2 separate regions of the Zea mays genome follow, and region 1 is linked to region 2. The links are chromatin contacts, called in public Hi-C maps. All regions are on one chromosome and are shown on one strand. The core of a region is the stretch at or near the end of the contact, and the rest is flanking DNA. Distances in the headings are between cores, read along the strand shown.

Region 1 (4,218 bases), core at 1,613-4,112, 140 kb after region 2:
GACAACGGAGAGCACGCAGAGGGGGTCGACGGGGCGGCCGTGCTGCGTCGAGTCGGAGACGCACGACCTGGTCGACGCGGCGGAATAGGAGGACGAGGAGCCAGAGCAGCAGTAGAACTCATCGCTGCAATGCGGAGAAGCGCGCCGCAACGGAGGCTCGGTTAAATTGCGGTGATGAAGTGCAATTCGGTAGGGTGATGAGCAGATGACGCGCGAGGCTGGCGAGGAAATTACCCGTGAGCGGGAGGAGGCGAAGGCGGGGCCGGCGGGGGCGTGGAGTCGGCGAGGAAAAGGAGGGCGCGGGCCCTGGAGACGTCCGCGAAGGTGGGATATTCCGCTCCCATGCCGCGGGCAGAGGAGGAGCAGTCGCCCGATGGTGGCGGAGGCAGCGGTTGACGACTTGCTGGGCTCCCGACAACTGTGATTTTGTGGCGGATTTTCGAAAAGTTTCGGTGGTGTGGCTGTGAGGCTGGTGAAGAAAGTAGCGTCCTTAGAGACTCTTTATTTTTTACTATCTATTTGATTTTTTATTTATCTCTTCATAAATATTAAATTTTATATATAACATATCATTTCAACAGACTCTCTAACTTAGCTAGCGAAAGTTGCTAGATAAATTTAGACAGTGATAAAGTTAATTTAGAGAGTCAGATAACTTAGCAAATTAAATAAATAATCTGTTAAAGAGATATTATATTATTAAGTAGTTAAAATTTAGCTTAACAAGCTATTTAGCTAGTCTCTTGAAGCTCATTTTTAAAATTTCGAGCGTTTTGGAACGGCGGAGGTGTTTGGCCAATTCAATTGATGGGCCAAAACAAGATTCAAATCTGACCCATTGCATTGAAAATTGCTCAAGAAAGAGGCCCACAGTTTGGTTCAAGTCCAACTTCCGTTAGGGGCTATTCCCTCAATATTTGGGTGTCTGAAATTTTGAATAATACCACCGAGTAGCAATTTTTAACACGAGAATTACCTGACCCGAATTTTTCGCATAACCTGAGTACATAAGTTATGGTTGTTCAACGTCTTTCAAAATATTCACACACTACTTATCTAGTACATTTTTTTCAATATAACTTGTTCTAATCAAATTTCTCAATATGAAAATTTGTTCATAGTACATAGAAAAACTATGGGCACACTAGTAAAGAAAGAAAGAAAAGTGAGAAAATAAAATTGGATGCAAAAAAAAAAAAAAAAAAGAAAAGGTAAGAAAAATAAACGAGTGTCAGTCTATGGTCATGGCAAAAGGGATGTTTATTGATATGTGTTCATCCCGAAAGGATGAAAATCATATATAGATATTTCGTATCGGAGTCTAACTATTTAATTTTCGACTGTAGCTGAATTCAATAACCAAAATCTATTTTTTTGATATGTTAGGACAGATATCAGTATTTGAATAATATATATTCGATTTCAAAATTCGAGAGAAAAAAAATAGGATACGAAACGATCCTATGGCACGTAATGCAGTAACTCGTGTATCAGGTCCGGTTTCGTCCCTAGCTGCGGGTTCTATGTCAGCGGGACCGCATAGGCATGGCAAACATGTGATGCATTTTGCACCGCCGCGGCTCTGGTCTCTGCATGTGCATGCATTTGCTGGCCCAAACCATCGCACGGCGATTTTCGTCTCCTCCTCCTCCTCTTCTGATCTGATCATCTCGCTCTCGTCCAGTCCAGAGTCCAGACTAGTCCGGACCCGACCCGCCGGCGACACGCTCAGACTCAGAGACAGACAAAATAGTCAATCTACGGCGGCAAGCTGCGCACCGTTCCTCTCCGATCCAATGGAACGCCGCACACGCGCTCTCCGGCCGGCACCATCTCCAAGCAGCAGAGCAGTACAGGCTATAGATGTCCAAACAGTGCGGGCCGCCCGTTTGGCTCGTGGCACGGCACGAATTTAGCCCGGTCCAAACACGGCCCGGCACGGTCGGTTACGGGCCCGGGCCGGGTATGGGCACATATGGCGGCCCGCGTGCTTTGGTCCGGCCCGGCCCGATAAATGGGTCGGCCCGACGGCGGCCCGCATATTTATGTAAATATTAAATATGTAAATACATTTAATTCTCTCATAGTATGTAAATACTAAATACGCGGCCAAACATATATAAAATGCATACATAAATATAAAATGCATACATAAATATTTTATTGTCTTAATATATATAAATAATATGTTATTATATATGATTAATTCTGTTAAATATATGTATTTATATACCGTTCTACTGTTGGTTCGGGCCAGTGCCCGGCCCGGTCCGTTGAGGCCCACCGGGCCACCGGGCCGGCCCGGCACGATTTTTCCCTGTGCGTGCCGGGTTTGGACATGTCCCTAGGCACGTGGGCCAGCCCGACCCGGCCCGAAGCATCAACGGGCCGTGCCTGGCCCGACCCTATTCGTACCGTGCCGAAACGGGTTCGGGTCGGGTCCGTGCCGGGTGGCCCGTTTGGACATCTATAGTACAGGCTAGCGATCCGCCTCTTCCCGCAACGTGTGGGTTTGAGCAGCTACCCCACTCCAGTTCCAGTACACCGTCGTGTCGTGCTCGACGGCGCCGGTGCTCGTGCTCCACGCGCTGCTGGAACTGGAACAATTGTTCGGTTAGCTCTCAATCCATGTGAATTGAGCGGGATTGGATGCGTTTGAATCCCAAACAACTTAAACTTCTTCACAATTTTTTTCAATCTCCATCTAATCCATGTGTATTGGGAATAACCGAACAAGCCCCAACAGTGCCACTGTGGCAGTTACGGGGAAACATCCGACAGCGACGATGCGCGAGGCCAGTACCAGATATGTCCCCGTCCCGCCACACGCCTTCTGCCCACCTCTCCTCCTTCGGGTCGTCGCTCCACTCCAGTCCAAGTCCTAGCCCGCCAGGAAGCCGGAGCATCGCGCCTGCACCGCACGCCCACAGGCCCACAGCAAGCACCAAACAAGCCAAACGATGGCGCTCCTGGTGCTGCGCGCGCCTGCAGCCGTCCACGCGGCCTCCCGGCTGCTCCCTCCGCAGCCGCGGCGGCGGCGGCGGCTCGTGGCCGTCGCCTCGGCGGCGTCCTCCGCGCCGTCCGGCGAGGTGTCGTCCCAGCACGGCGGCGGCGGCGGCGGCGGCTACGGGATCGTGGGCGGGCCCAACGGCAACGCCGTCGTGCCCGCCACCAAGTCCACCGTCGTCGAGACCACCGTCGAGAGGGTACGTGATCCTCTCTCTGTCTGACGTTCCCTCACCACCATCCATGCTCGTCTGATGACGCAGGCGGCCGCCGCCGCTGTGCCTGTGCTCGCCGCAGGTTATCTTCGATTTCCGGTTCCTGGCGCTCCTCGCAGTCGCGGGGTCACTCGCCGGCTCCCTCCTGTGCTTCCTCAATGTAAGCGATCTTGGATCTCTGCGTCCCATGTATGGCTGCTTCCGCTCCAAGGTTCATGGATCTGCTTATCTAACGTCGATCTGCTCGTGACCAGGGCTGTGTCTTCATCAAAGAGGCATACCAGGTTTACTGGTCGAGCTGCGTCAAGGGGGTCCATACGGGACAGATGGTCCTCAAAGTCGTCGAGGCCATCGGTGAGATGTGCTAATCTGTTCAGTCAATTAGCATCATCGTCGTCAGCGTTGTTGTTTCTCACTAGAACACTGTTGCTGCTTTGCGTTGCGGCGGTACACTGTTGCGCTGCACAATCCTCTGCAGATGTGTATCTTGCTGGAACGGTCATGTTGATATTTGGGATGGGTCTCTACGGTCTCTTCGTCAGCAACGCTTCCGCGGGTGTTGGTTCTGAATCCGACCGTGCCCTGAGCGGATCGTCGCTGTTCGGGATGTTCGCTTTGAAGGTAACCGTCAGAATTTGAAATCTCCATCATTTTTTATATACCTTTTGAAGTAAGGAAGCCATATTATTCTGTTTGCTTACATTGGACTCGCACACGCATGTATCATGTCTGAGAACTGCACTCATCGTTTCTACTGATTAATTCTTGTTCATGCAGGAACGCCCCAAGTGGATGAAGATCACCTCCCTCGACGAGCTGAAGACAATAGTGGGGCACGTCATCGTGATGATCCTGCTGGTGAAGATGTTCGAGAGGAGCAAGATGGTGACAATCGCCACGGGGCTGGACCTCCTCAGCTACTCGATCTGCATCTTCTTGTCGTCGGCCTCTCTCTACATCCTGCATAACCTCCACAAGGGCGACGACCATGAGGAGT
Region 2 (3,662 bases), core at 695-3,194:
TCTTTTGAACCCCATAGAGGTTCTAACAACTTCCCAAATAAAAGAAGGCCAATGATGCTGACAACCATCTGCAGAAATATTGGTCATGTGAGTTGAAGGAGCTCCAATATGTTAATGAAGATGACATATTTGTCAAAATGTTTGTGATACTCAGAAGGGCCAGTAAGCAGATGCATTAACAAATGTGATGCCATACTTTATTTAGAACAAAAACAGCAAGCAGCAGATCAACCATTCGAGGGCAAAACATCTACAAAACAGAACGGAAAGTATTTTCCATTGCCTAAGGTGGCATTCAAGTGTACAACAAACAACTAGAAGAATTCTAGGTAATAATTAACAAGAACCGTGCTATGTTTCCAATACTGTAATAAGAGAAAGCTAGAAGCTAAATTAGATCAGATTTTCTGATGCGATTGACTCCATGACATAAATTACATCCAAACAAGCAGATAACAGCAAACTGTAATATACTCTACCCCTACCTGAACTTCACCGAGTTCACTACTTTTTTTGTTGTTAGCAGCTTCTTTCAATAACTAACTAGATATAATATAAGCATTACTAGGCTTTTGACTTGATTTGGAAGGATTTTTCTTTCACATAAAAATCAAAGAGTAAACATGCATACATGACGAATTGACGAAGGTGCGGATAATAAATTCAATGATGGGATGGGAAAATTTACCCCTGGAATTGTTTGCTCGACATAGCCTGCAGTTATCAGGTTCCAAGCAAAAGGGATCGTTCTGCAGATAAAAAACAGATAGCTGAATATTCGAGACACACATTTGGTTCGGTGTTTTTTTTTCCTTTAGAGAATATTTGGTAAATTAATTGCATAGGCTAAAGCAAACCAGATGCAATGCTGAATGCAGTCTAGATCTAGACATTTAGTGGTGTGAAACCATGAGACCAACTGACCAACATGTTATTAATTTAGCACGCTGACTAATTATTGTAATTGCAATAACCCAGCAGCTTAAACCTGCATTTCAAATGGATGTTCTGGATCCACATAACAGTCAGTAGTACCAGAAGAACAAGCATTTTACCACAGAGGGTGACTAAGAAACAACTGGGCATCCAGTGGAAACCCATAACGTGGTAACTAGGAAACAGATCTAGGCAAGCTAGGAGCCAAACAGGCAACTAAAGATGTTGCTCTGGATACAGAATTCCAATACAGTGGAGATCTGAGCTTCTACCTTCCAGGGATAAGCGCGAGATAGGTGACGGCGGACGGAAACAACTGGACTACAAGGTGCACAATGAGCAATATGACGGCGAGGCCCTTGCACAGCTTTGTGTATCCCCTGAAGAAGCCTCCACTCTGCATTCGTTGGCGAGACCATATGTCATGAGAGGGAGAGAACTGATTATTTTCCATTCAAACACATGGCATCTATCTAATCGGTGGCAAAGGGCATAATGGGACATACAGTAATTTCAAACAAAATTCAGTCGCCAGACAATATCTATCCATCTAGCAAACAACAAATCGGTTAGTCTGTGGATAGCAGCACGCGCGAACACGTTGGGGCCGATTCAATCTTAGATATGGCAGATAGTATCAGATCACGAGGTGTCCTGATTCATGGCGCCCGCCCTAAACAAACAGGCTACTCCCAGATCTAGATAGAGATGGGAGAGGTGTACCCAGAGGGACGAGAGAGATGAGAGAGGTGTACCCCGGCGGGAAGGAAGAGATGGAGAGAGGTGTACCCCGGCAGGAAGCGAGGGCGGCGGAGGCGAGCTACCGCTCATCATAGTGGCGGCCGCCGCCCGGCGAGATCCGCCGCGCTGCTGGGTTTCTTGCTCGGGATCGCCGCGGAAGGAATTAGCGGAGTGCAGAGCAAGCAAAGCAGTGGGGGTCGGAACTCGGAAGTCAGGGTGCGTTTGGACAGAGCAGCTGAGGTGTGTTTGGTTCACAACCAGATTCAGTGCAAAAAACATCGTAATAGATTCTTAAAAATCTACATATATTTCTATAGTTTGATTAATCACCTCTCACCAGATTTTTTTAGATTTATGCCATCCTTGCCGCAAGCTATCATACTCTTACAGTTGACAGTTGTTTAACTAAATATATTTTAGCTTTTCCAAAATCATCAACTCTCAATAGCTTTTTTATATAGATAAAATTAGATTTTTAAGAATCTATAGGTGAACCAAACATATTCTAAATAGGTTTCTTCTATCTCCTTGTATAACTTAGCTTAAAGCATGATAAGGACTAACTTTTAATTCTGTTTTAAATGCTAGTTAAAAGTATTTAGTATAATTTAATTATAGAACCAATTATGTAGATAGAAATTAAATGGTCAAACGAGTCTATAAACATAATTAGTTCACGCATATCATGATATGATGCTAAAACAAACATTTGTTAGTTATGGATTAATTAAGTTTAATAAATTTATCTCGTCGTTAACATAATTAGTTCATGATTCGCGCATATCAGCATATCATGATATGATGCTACAACAAACATTTGTTAGTTATGGATTAATTAAGTTTAATAAATTTATTTCGTCATTTAATCTTTATATATGTATTTAGTTTTATAGTTAGATTATATTTAATACACGTAAGTGACATTTAAACATCCTATATAATATGAACTAAACTTTAATCAGGTAACCGAACATACCCTCACAGTCTTGCTTAGTTCCAGCGGCAATCTCTTCTAGTCTAGAATAACTAGTTCAAAGAGAAGAAACCACGAAGGTTTGATATGCAATGTCGAAGTGAATAAGAGATTTATGAATGTATAATCCATCCTCTCTAATATAGTTGATGTTTTTTCATTTGAACATAAAATTTTAAAATAAAAGTAAAAAAAATATAGTATATAGAAAATAGAGATGCATTGGTAAAAGAAAAAAAGATATAAGAGAAAAATATATTGTAAAATAAGAACATATGATATTTAAATCATATATCACCATTTTAGAACTACAACCTTAACTATTTAGAACAATTTTAGAACAGAATACCTATAACATCAACTATTCTATAACGAAGTAGCTAAAGTGCCGGTCCTTCTGCCACCAGCCGTTTAATCAATATAATAAGTAACAAATAATTTCCTGTCACGAATCAAACGGGCATTTCACAAAGTTAAAAGGCAATAATCAAACGGTTACTTCACACAGGTAAAAGGTATTTGAGATTTAAGGGTAGGACAGATGAACGGATCAGTATGAAAGTGAATGTTCAACGGATACATTTCATTTCAATTGAATACAGTCAATACAGATGACCATGAATCGACAAATCTGGCCTAGCGAAAGGTAAAACTTCTGCAGAACATATTGATCAAACCTTTGCACCAGACCATCCTTGGCATATGATGAAAAGCTGCTTTGCAGCAGCAACGCAGTCTAGTCAGTAGGATGTATATCAGTCCCTCTACAGTAGCAGCAATGGGGCTGGGGAAATCACAACACACACAAACCAACGCTACAACATGCATGATTATGGCACCACAGAAGGCGCCCGTCATTGGAATCACTTTACAACAACAACAAAAAAAAAAGACAAGGAACTCCCTCTTCTAGGCTCATCTGGGCAGCCGTTAGATCCTTGGTTTCACGCGTCGTCCATTGGCATCTCCACCATCAAGGACTTCAGTTGAATACAGGCAGGGGCTCACGGAG

What was found. Hi-C and Micro-C count contacts between places; a contact is called where the count stands out from the background.
Region 1: a contact with region 2 is called in a Hi-C map of ear, with 2.1 times the contacts expected there. The contact joins the promoter of LOC100381563 here to the promoter of LOC100283447 in region 2. A contact is called at or near these places in 4 of 25 Hi-C or Micro-C datasets (ear, leaf, root tip and 1 more).

What each region holds. Positions count from the first base shown.
Region 1 is chr2:221,430,494-221,434,711 of Zm-B73-REFERENCE-NAM-5.0, forward strand. It overlaps LOC100381563 (Uncharacterized protein family (UPF0114)), which reads left to right and starts at 2,863. Exons shown (of 5, transcript NM_001174388.1): 1 at 2,863-3,206; 2 at 3,304-3,381; 3 at 3,476-3,575; 4 at 3,700-3,842; 5 at 3,999-4,218. The coding sequence starts at 2,961. It overlaps LOC103647906, which reads right to left and starts at 386. Exons shown (of 5, transcript XM_020549387.2): 1 at 235-386; 2 at 1-124. The coding sequence starts at 344.
Region 2 is chr2:221,288,902-221,292,563 of Zm-B73-REFERENCE-NAM-5.0, forward strand. It overlaps LOC100283447, which reads right to left and starts at 1,945. Exons shown (of 8, transcript NM_001156348.2): 1 at 1,726-1,945; 2 at 1,209-1,333; 3 at 689-749; 4 at 1-68. The coding sequence starts at 1,770. It overlaps LOC100272403 (BTB/POZ and MATH domain-containing protein 2), which reads right to left. Exons shown (of 4, transcript NM_001146883.1): 4 at 3,218-3,662. The coding sequence ends at 3,581.